Linked DNA regions of Mus musculus: region 1 is linked to region 2. A link is a contact called in public Hi-C data. All regions are on one chromosome and are shown on one strand. The core of a region is the stretch at or near the end of the contact, and the rest is flanking DNA. Distances in the headings are between cores, read along the strand shown.

Evidence for each region. A called contact is a pair of places that touch in the nucleus more often than the background predicts.
Region 1: a Hi-C map of nephron progenitors shows a contact between it and region 2, with 2.3 times the contacts expected there. The contact joins two enhancer-like sites. A contact is called at or near these places in 2 of 484 Hi-C or Micro-C datasets (cranial neural crest and nephron progenitors), 9 of 115 datasets of contacts at active chromatin or transcription factors (craniofacial prominence, embryonic basal ganglia, embryonic limb bud and 5 more) and 2 of 9 other capture datasets (adipose tissue and embryonic stem cells).

Annotation. Positions count from the first base shown.
Region 1 is chr2:165,701,289-165,705,039 of GRCm38.p6, forward strand. The region is part of intron 5 of Eya2 (EYA transcriptional coactivator and phosphatase 2); the gene reads left to right. Among named protein-coding and RNA genes, the nearest start is that of Gm29993, 28 kb to the right of the region's middle. Within about 2 kb of position 2,298, at least 8 of the 459 cell types and tissues checked have an H3K27ac peak or open chromatin away from gene starts, as enhancers often do. A contact at or near this core is called in nephron progenitors, where this site is marked.
Region 2 is chr2:165,561,533-165,565,477 of GRCm38.p6, forward strand. No RefSeq gene overlaps it. Among named protein-coding and RNA genes, the nearest start is that of Eya2, 32 kb to the right of the region's middle. Within about 2 kb of position 2,154, at least 63 of the 459 cell types and tissues checked have an H3K27ac peak or open chromatin away from gene starts, as enhancers often do. A contact at or near this core is called in nephron progenitors, where this site is marked.

The DNA.
Region 1 (3,751 bases), core at 1,048-3,547, 140 kb after region 2:
GCCCCTGAGGTACAATGAACTGAGTTTTTCTGGGAGGGATCTAGATCTTAATGTGCAGGCCTTTGTGCAGAGCAGGCTGGCTGTGTGCAGAGCAGGCTGGCTGTGTGCAGAGCAGGCTGACTGTGTGCAGAACAGGCTGACTGTGTGCAGAGCAGGCTGGCTGTGGGCAGGGCAGGCTGGCTGTGGGCAGGGCAGACTGGCTGTGTGCAAGGCAGGCTGGCTGTGTGCAGAGCAGGCTGGCTGTGTGCAGAGCAGGCTGACTGTGGGCAGGGCAGGCTAGCTGTGTGCAGAGCAGGCTGGCTGTGTGCAGAGCAGGCTGGCTGTGTACAGAGCAAGCTGACTGTGGGCAGGGCAGGCTGGCTGTGTGCAGAGCAGGCTGACTGTGGGCAGGGCAGGCTGGCTGTGGGCAGGGCAGGCTGGCTGTGGGCAGGGCAGGCTGACTGTGTGCAGAGCAGGCTGACTGTGGGCAGAGCAGGCTGACTGTGGGCAGGGCAGGCTGGCTGTGGGCAGGGCAGGCTGGCTGTGGGCAGGGCGGGCTGACTGTGGGCAGGGCGGGCTGGCTGTGGGCAGGGCAGGCTGACTGTGGGCAGAGCAGGCTGACTGTGGGCAGGGCAGGCTGACTGTGGGCAGGGCAGGCTGGCTGTGGGCAGAGCAGTCTGACTGTGGGCAGGGCAGGCTGGCTGTGGGCAGGGCAGGCTGGCTGTGTGCAGAGCAGTCTGACTGTGGGCAGGGCAGGCTGACTGTGTGCAGAGCAGTCTGACTGTGGGCAGGGCAGGCTGACTGTGTGCAGAGCAGGGTGGGCAGATCCCTGGAGTTGTTAATGGACTCCTAACTTAGGCTTGGGTCCCCTCTCTGTGCATACCAGGTCAGCAGAGTGAGTCTGGCTTGCTTGGACTTACTGTGTTCTCCTATTGGTCATGTCTCCGAACCTTCTTTCTACTTCCACCACTTTTTAAGGCTTTTGTGACCCCATGAAGCTCACCTAGACAATCCAGGGCACCGGCCTAATTAGCTGACAACTGACTTTCAATGTCATCTTTGGCCTTAGCCCCTTTTTCCACATAGCCCATGCAGTCACAGGTTCCAGCAACAAGAACTGGTTGTGTGCATGTATGTGTGCATGTGCGTGTGCGTGTGCGTGTTTGTGTTGGGGGTGAGGGATCTTACTCTCTAATGACCATAGTTATCACCCAGAAAGTACTGACCATAGCAGCCACTGCAGTTCTGACAAAACAGGTTGTCAGCATCGTCCTGCCCTCTGGTGCGTTCGTCTAACAGGCAGAGGCTTATAGTGGTCTTCTTTTGACTTTGGCATCTATACATGTTTGTATGGCATGAACACGTGTGCGCATGCCTGTGAGGAGGGCAGAGGTCAACGGCAGGTTGTCTCCAGACACTGTCAACTTTATTTTTCTGAATCAGGGTCTCTCCCTGGACCAGAGAGCTAACTGATTTAACTAGGCTGGCAGGCCAGTGGGCTCCACAGAACCTCTAGGCCTCAGATATTACAGGCATGTAACACCATGCCTGGCTTTTACATGTGCTGGGGATTCGAACTCAGATCCTTATACGCAGGTATCTTACTGAGTTATCTCCTGTTGTTGTTGTTATTGTTATTGTTATTATTATTATTATTATTAAACACAAATTCCTAGTGTTTCAGATGACCATAGGGTCACAGAGAAAAGCAGAGTTAGGGGTAGAATGAGAAGCTATTGGGACCAGAGAGGCCTGGGTAAAGGGCAGCAGATGTGTCCTACGGGAAGGTACAGGGAAGGGCATTCCAGACAGGGAACAGCCCCTGCAAAGGTGACGTGCACTTGGGGGCTGAGGAATGGCAGAGTCATCATGGCAAGGACTGAGGAAGTCGGTGAGGCTGGGGGGATGGACCAGGAGGAGCCTATCTGTGCAGCCAGGAAGGCAGACAGGGCTGGAGGACAGTCAAGTCAGGCTCTCTGGTACTTTCCCAAGCCACTGCAGCAAGTGTTGCAACCTAAGAGGCTTGAGACAACCCCGGGGTCATTTCTGTGTGGTTCTGGAGGCCAAAAGTATTGAGTGCGTTATAGGAGGGTCCCAACTGGAAAGCCACGGGGCTGCTCCCTGCCCCTCCCCCAGCCCTCCCCGTTGCCCTGTGGGATTCCCCTCAGGGTGCCTTTTTCCTCCTCTCCTAAGGAGGATTCCTCTGTTTAAGGTCCCATACCTACCCAGCAGCCTCTCCCACTCCTTATCCCAGTCACAGCTGCTATGACTCTTTCCACACAAGGGCACATTCTAGGGGGCTTGGGTTAGGAGGACATGGTTCAGCGCTTCATGGGTCCCAGCAAGGACCTCAGTGTAATGAATCCTCTGGGAGATAGGACTGGACTGGGGAGAGCAGTTGGAGGTTGTGGGTGGGGGTGGGGAGCTGCAGCAGCCAGGAATGAGAACCACCCACGCCCCAGAGGAGCAAAGGAGGGCTCAGAAGCAATCCAATCCTGACCCAGACTAGAGGACATGTGTGTCCTGTAGCCTAAGGCAGGAGGGCCATCAGAGGTAAACAGGGTCTCTGTGTTCCCAGCCTCATGAGCCACAACTTATAGGTGGATAAATGGGCTTTTCTGTCTGTGGTAGTGCTCCTGGAACACGGGCAGAAAGGACAAAGCTACCTAAAGGGACATGTGTGTGTGTGTGTGTGTGTGTGTGTGTGTGTGTGCGTGCACGTGCATGTGTGTGTGCATGTGTATGTGTGCATACATGTGTGTGCATGCATGTATATGTGTATATGTGTGCATGTGCAAGTGTGTGTGCATTTGTGTGCGTGTATGCATGTGTGTGCATGTGCGTGTGTGTGTGTGTGTGCGTGTGCGTGTGCGTGTGTGTGTGTGTGTGCCCTTTTGCTAAGCTTGGGACTCCTCTCCACCCCTGCAGGGAAGCCTCAGGTAGCACTGTCTCCTACCAGCCTCTTAAAAATGAGTATGGAGGGCTGGCGAGATGGCTCAGTGGGTAAGAGCACCATCTGCTCTACCGAAGGTCCTGAGTTCAAATCCCAGCAACCACATGGTGGCTCACAACCATCCGTAATGAGATCTGATGCCCTCTTCTGGCTCATCTAAAGACAGCTACAGTGTACTTGTGTATAATAATAAATCTTCCTTTTAAAAAAATGAGTATGGAGACTTCTAGAAATAAGACATAAGAAGGCAGTGGTGGGCTGGGATGCATCTCACTTGCAGAATGTGCATGAGGTCCTGGGTCCAGTGCCTAGCAAAGGAGGAAGGAGGGAGAGAGGAGCCCACATCGTGTTGTTGTTGTTGTTGTTGTTGTTGTTGTTGTTGTTGTTCTACCTTTTAGTCTTCTCTCATACATTACATCCTGACTGCAGTTTCCCCTCCCTTCACTTCTCCAAGTCCCTCCCCTCACCAAGTTTATTATTTTTTAAAACTATCTTATCATTTGTTTTATGTGTGTGGATGCTCTGTCTGCATATATGGTCAGTGCACTACCAGTGTGTCTAGTACCCTTGGAGGTGAGAAGAGGGCACTTGATGGCTCCAGAGCTGGAAATAAGAATGGTTATCAACCCACCATGCAGGATCTGCAAAACAAACTCAGGTCCTCTGGAAAAGCAGCCCACGTTCTTAACCACTGAGCCATCTCTCCAGCCCAAGTTTTAAAAAGGCGATCCCTTTCTGCTCTAGACACAAGCTAGCTGCCGCCTGTCTGTCTCCTAGCTGCCACCTGTCCATCCTGTGTCTCTGTGGCTTATAAGGTAA
Region 2 (3,945 bases), core at 904-3,403:
CCTGGCTTCTGCCTGGGGGTTGGGGGGTCACAATTATTTTCTTGTTGCTGTAAAGAAATAACAAAGGAGCAGTTGATTTGGCTTCGGCTTCAGCCCACAGTGGGGGCAAGACATGGCAGAGCTCACGGTGGCAGGGGCAAGGCATGGTGGAGCTCACGGTGGCACGAACAACAGTAGAGAAGTCACACAGTGTCTCAATAGAGGAGACACGGTTCGGGCCACATCCAGAAGCCTCCAGTGACCTACTTCCGGTGGCCAGGCTCCACTTCCCAAGGATTCCAGGGACTCTTAAACCAGGAGCACCAGCTGTGTGTGGGGGGGGGGGAGTGGGGGTGGCTGGGGAGTGGGTCAGTCTCAAACCACAGAGGGGTATTTGTTTCTTCAGCTACAGCAACAAGCCACTATAAGCTTGACGGCTTGAAACGCCAGAAATACTTCATCATGGTTCCAGAGACCCGAGTGTCCAGATGGGAGTCAGCAGGCCAATGCTTCCTCCAAAGGCTCTAGGGAAAGAGCCTTCCTGCCCCTCCATCATCGCTTGCCAATCCCAGGCTCCTGGCAACATCGCCCTAATGCCTGCCTTTGCCCCTGCTGATCGTTTCCCTGGCTCTCTGAATATCACCCTTGGTGTCTCCACAGGAAGCCATCATGGTTCTTAGGGCTGTTCTGATCTAGAATGATCTTGTCTTGAGATCCTGACCCTAATGACAGAAGGTCACAAGAGGCATGGGGCATGTCGTTGGGGTCATTGCTATTGGTGATTGCGGTCAACAATGTTTTCACAAGTCATTGTCTTAAGAACAGTGGACCCGGGCTGGCGAGATGGCTCAGTGGGTAAGAGCACCCGACTGCTCTTCTGAAGGTCCAGAGTTCAAATCCCAGCAACCACATGGTGGCTCACAACCATCTGTAACAAGATCTGACGCCCTCTTCTGGAGTGTCTGAAGACAGCTACAGTGTACTTACATATAATAAATAAATAAATCTTAAAAAAAAAAGAATCAGTTGCCTTTATAAAAAAAAAAAAAAAAAAGAGAGAACAGTGGACCCAAGCCTCAGAGATCCAACGGACCCCCAACTAGACCAGCTGTGCTAGTTCAGTTGGTAGGGTGCTTGTCTGCTACACACACAACCCTTGGGTTCTATCCCCAACCCTGCATAAACTGTGCCTGATGATGCGGGTGCATACCTGAGATCTCAGCACTGAGAGGTGGAAGCAAGAGAACCAGGAGTTTAAGGTCACTCATGGAGGCTGAGGCAGGAGGATGGAAAGTTCAAGTATTGCTTACCCTTCAGCACTGACCTCAGGTCCTAGTTTAGAGTAACTTGGCAAGACTCTATCTCTCTATAAAAATTAAAAATGGATGGAAGCCGGGCGTGGTGGCGCACGCCTTTAATCCCAGCACTCGGGAGTCAGAGGCAGGCAGATTTCTGAGTTGAGACCAGCCTGGTCTACAAAGTGAGCTCCAGGAGAGCCAGGGCTATACAGAAAAGACCCTATCTCAAAAAAAAAAAAAAAAAAAAAAAAAAGATGGGAATGGGGTTCGGAAGCAAAGCTGTTGTCCAACGTGCTTGAGGCTCCGGGTTGAACACTGCTCCCAACACTGCAAAACATAGGAAAAGAAACTACCCGGAGTAGAAGGGTCACTCAACACCTCTGAAAGTCCTTTCGGGGGCAGGGAGACCTGAGAGTCCTCGGAGGAGTCACCACTTGTTGCTGTGCTGGTCTGATAGGGCTCCATTGGCTGGTGTCTCCTGCCAGGATCTAAAGGAAACCTCCAAACCCGTATATCTTGGCAGGAGGTTATGGGAGGGCAGTAGGAGGTGGGGGTTCCCTCCCCGCCCCAGCCTCCACGCCCACCCGGGCTTTCGGGCTTCCTGGAATGCCCGGGGGACGCCGCTGCGGTAATGACCCCGCGACAGCTGCGCTCCCGGAGAAGCAGCCGCCGCTTCCCGGGCGCCGCCTCCGGAGACAGGTTCGCACCTGCTGGGGACATTTCTCATCAATTAGACCTTGGCAGCGCTTGAATGGGGCCCAGGAGGGCGCGTCCCCGCCGCCCTGAGTCGCCCGCGTGCACAGATGGCAGCCCCGGGCGCAGCTGCCCGGCGGGTGCGCGGAGTCACAATCGGTGCAGTGTTTCCAGTGCCCCAGGTTGGGCAGGTCCCGGGCACACCTGCGCGGCGCAGATGGTATCGCCCGCGGCAGCAGGCACCCGAAACCCCACTGAGGACGCCGAAGCCGGTGCGATGCCAGGAGTCAGTGACCTTAGGGGCCCGCAGACCACGCCCCGCCCGCAGCCTACACCTCGCCTCTCTGTGCCTTCCTCATCCCTGGCCACCATTTCCCTGCACAAAGTGGGACCAGTCCTGGCTAGTAACTAGGTCATCCAAATGTCTACAACTGGGGATTGACTGGAAAATGTGTTCTCTACAACACACAAACACACAGCCATGGGGAAAATAGCTTAAGTGGCCTGGGCATGTTGTATAGTGGACAGATGGTTTACCTAGTGTGCACTAAACTCTGGCTGGATTTCCAGTATCTAGAATACTATGTAGTTTGTGTAGTTTACGCTGGCCGTGAGTTCAAGGTGACCCTCCTTCCTCAGTCTTCCTCTGAGTACTGGAATTGCAGACAGACAGACAGACAGACAGACAGACAGACAGACACACACACACACACACACACACCTTAGACACCACACACTTTTTCTTTTTGGCCTCAGACTCAAAAATGCCAGCACAAAGGCCAAATCCTGCCAGTTTGCAGGTCCAAAGGTTTACACCTGCCTCTGACAGCAGCCGGCTCCATTTTCAGGCGACTCCGACTCCGGGGTTAAAGATCTTGCTCTCCCTCTCTGCTGTAGCTCTTTCTTAGGGAGACCCGAACTGGCTGTCTACCCGGTCTGGGTTCTGTCCTCATAGAGACATAGAGACAACTCCTTTGCTTGCACTACTGTGGTAGCTCAGGATACCCCCGGGCTTATTTCAGATCTGAACTGTCCAAGCCTCGTTATGAGAAAGCCTTTTAATTCTGGGTTGACAACCCACGAAGCTGTCACATGCCAAGGAAAGTGAATCCCAGGGGACTAGTCCTCCGTCTCCCCAATGATCTCACACTACTTCCTCTTACCTGTGCCCCACCCCCACCCCCACCCCCCACCATCCCAGAGACCACTTTTTCATTCTTTGCCCAGCCACTGCTCTGAGCCAGCCTAGAGCCTGGAACTAAGGCACGTTAGTCATGGTCTCAGGCTCAGAGGGCTGGCAGAGAAGGGGTAACAAAGCGTCTCTAAGGTCCTTTCATGGCCTTTATTAATGCAGCCCAGTGTTTCTGGAGACATGGGACGGGCTGAGCAGAGCTGAGTGTCAACGGTGATACAAATGCTCCCAACCAGCCCCGATGTTCTAACTCACTCAGTCCTCCTTGGAACCCTGCAGGGTACCTTCCCATACCATTCTACAGAAGAAGGAACAGCCCCTTGCATCGTGCCCCTGCCCGAGGCTGACGACAAGTGGGTGTTTTTGTTCTCCCCCAGTCTTCCATGGCTCAGGGGGAAAAAAAAGCTGCCATGAAAACCCAGAATCAAATGAAAACTTCAAAATCCAAGCACACTTTAAAAAAAATCTTTGTGTATGGTGTATGTTTGTACGTCGATGTTTGTGGCACACACAGGCCACACACGCATGGGGAAGTCAGAGGACAGCCGTGTGGCTCAGTCAGTGCTGGGGCTCCTTGTTATTTTTTTTTTCTCACTGCCTACACCAGGATGGCCTGTGAACTTCCAGGGAGTCTCCTGCCTCAGTCTCCGGTCTCCCCGTGGAAATGCCAGGATTGTGGACTCAAGCTGTAGTTTCTGGTTTCTACATGGATTCTGGGTATTTGTATCCCTTACTGTCGCACGCAGAGCTCTTTACCCACTGAGCCATCCCCCCACGACCCCA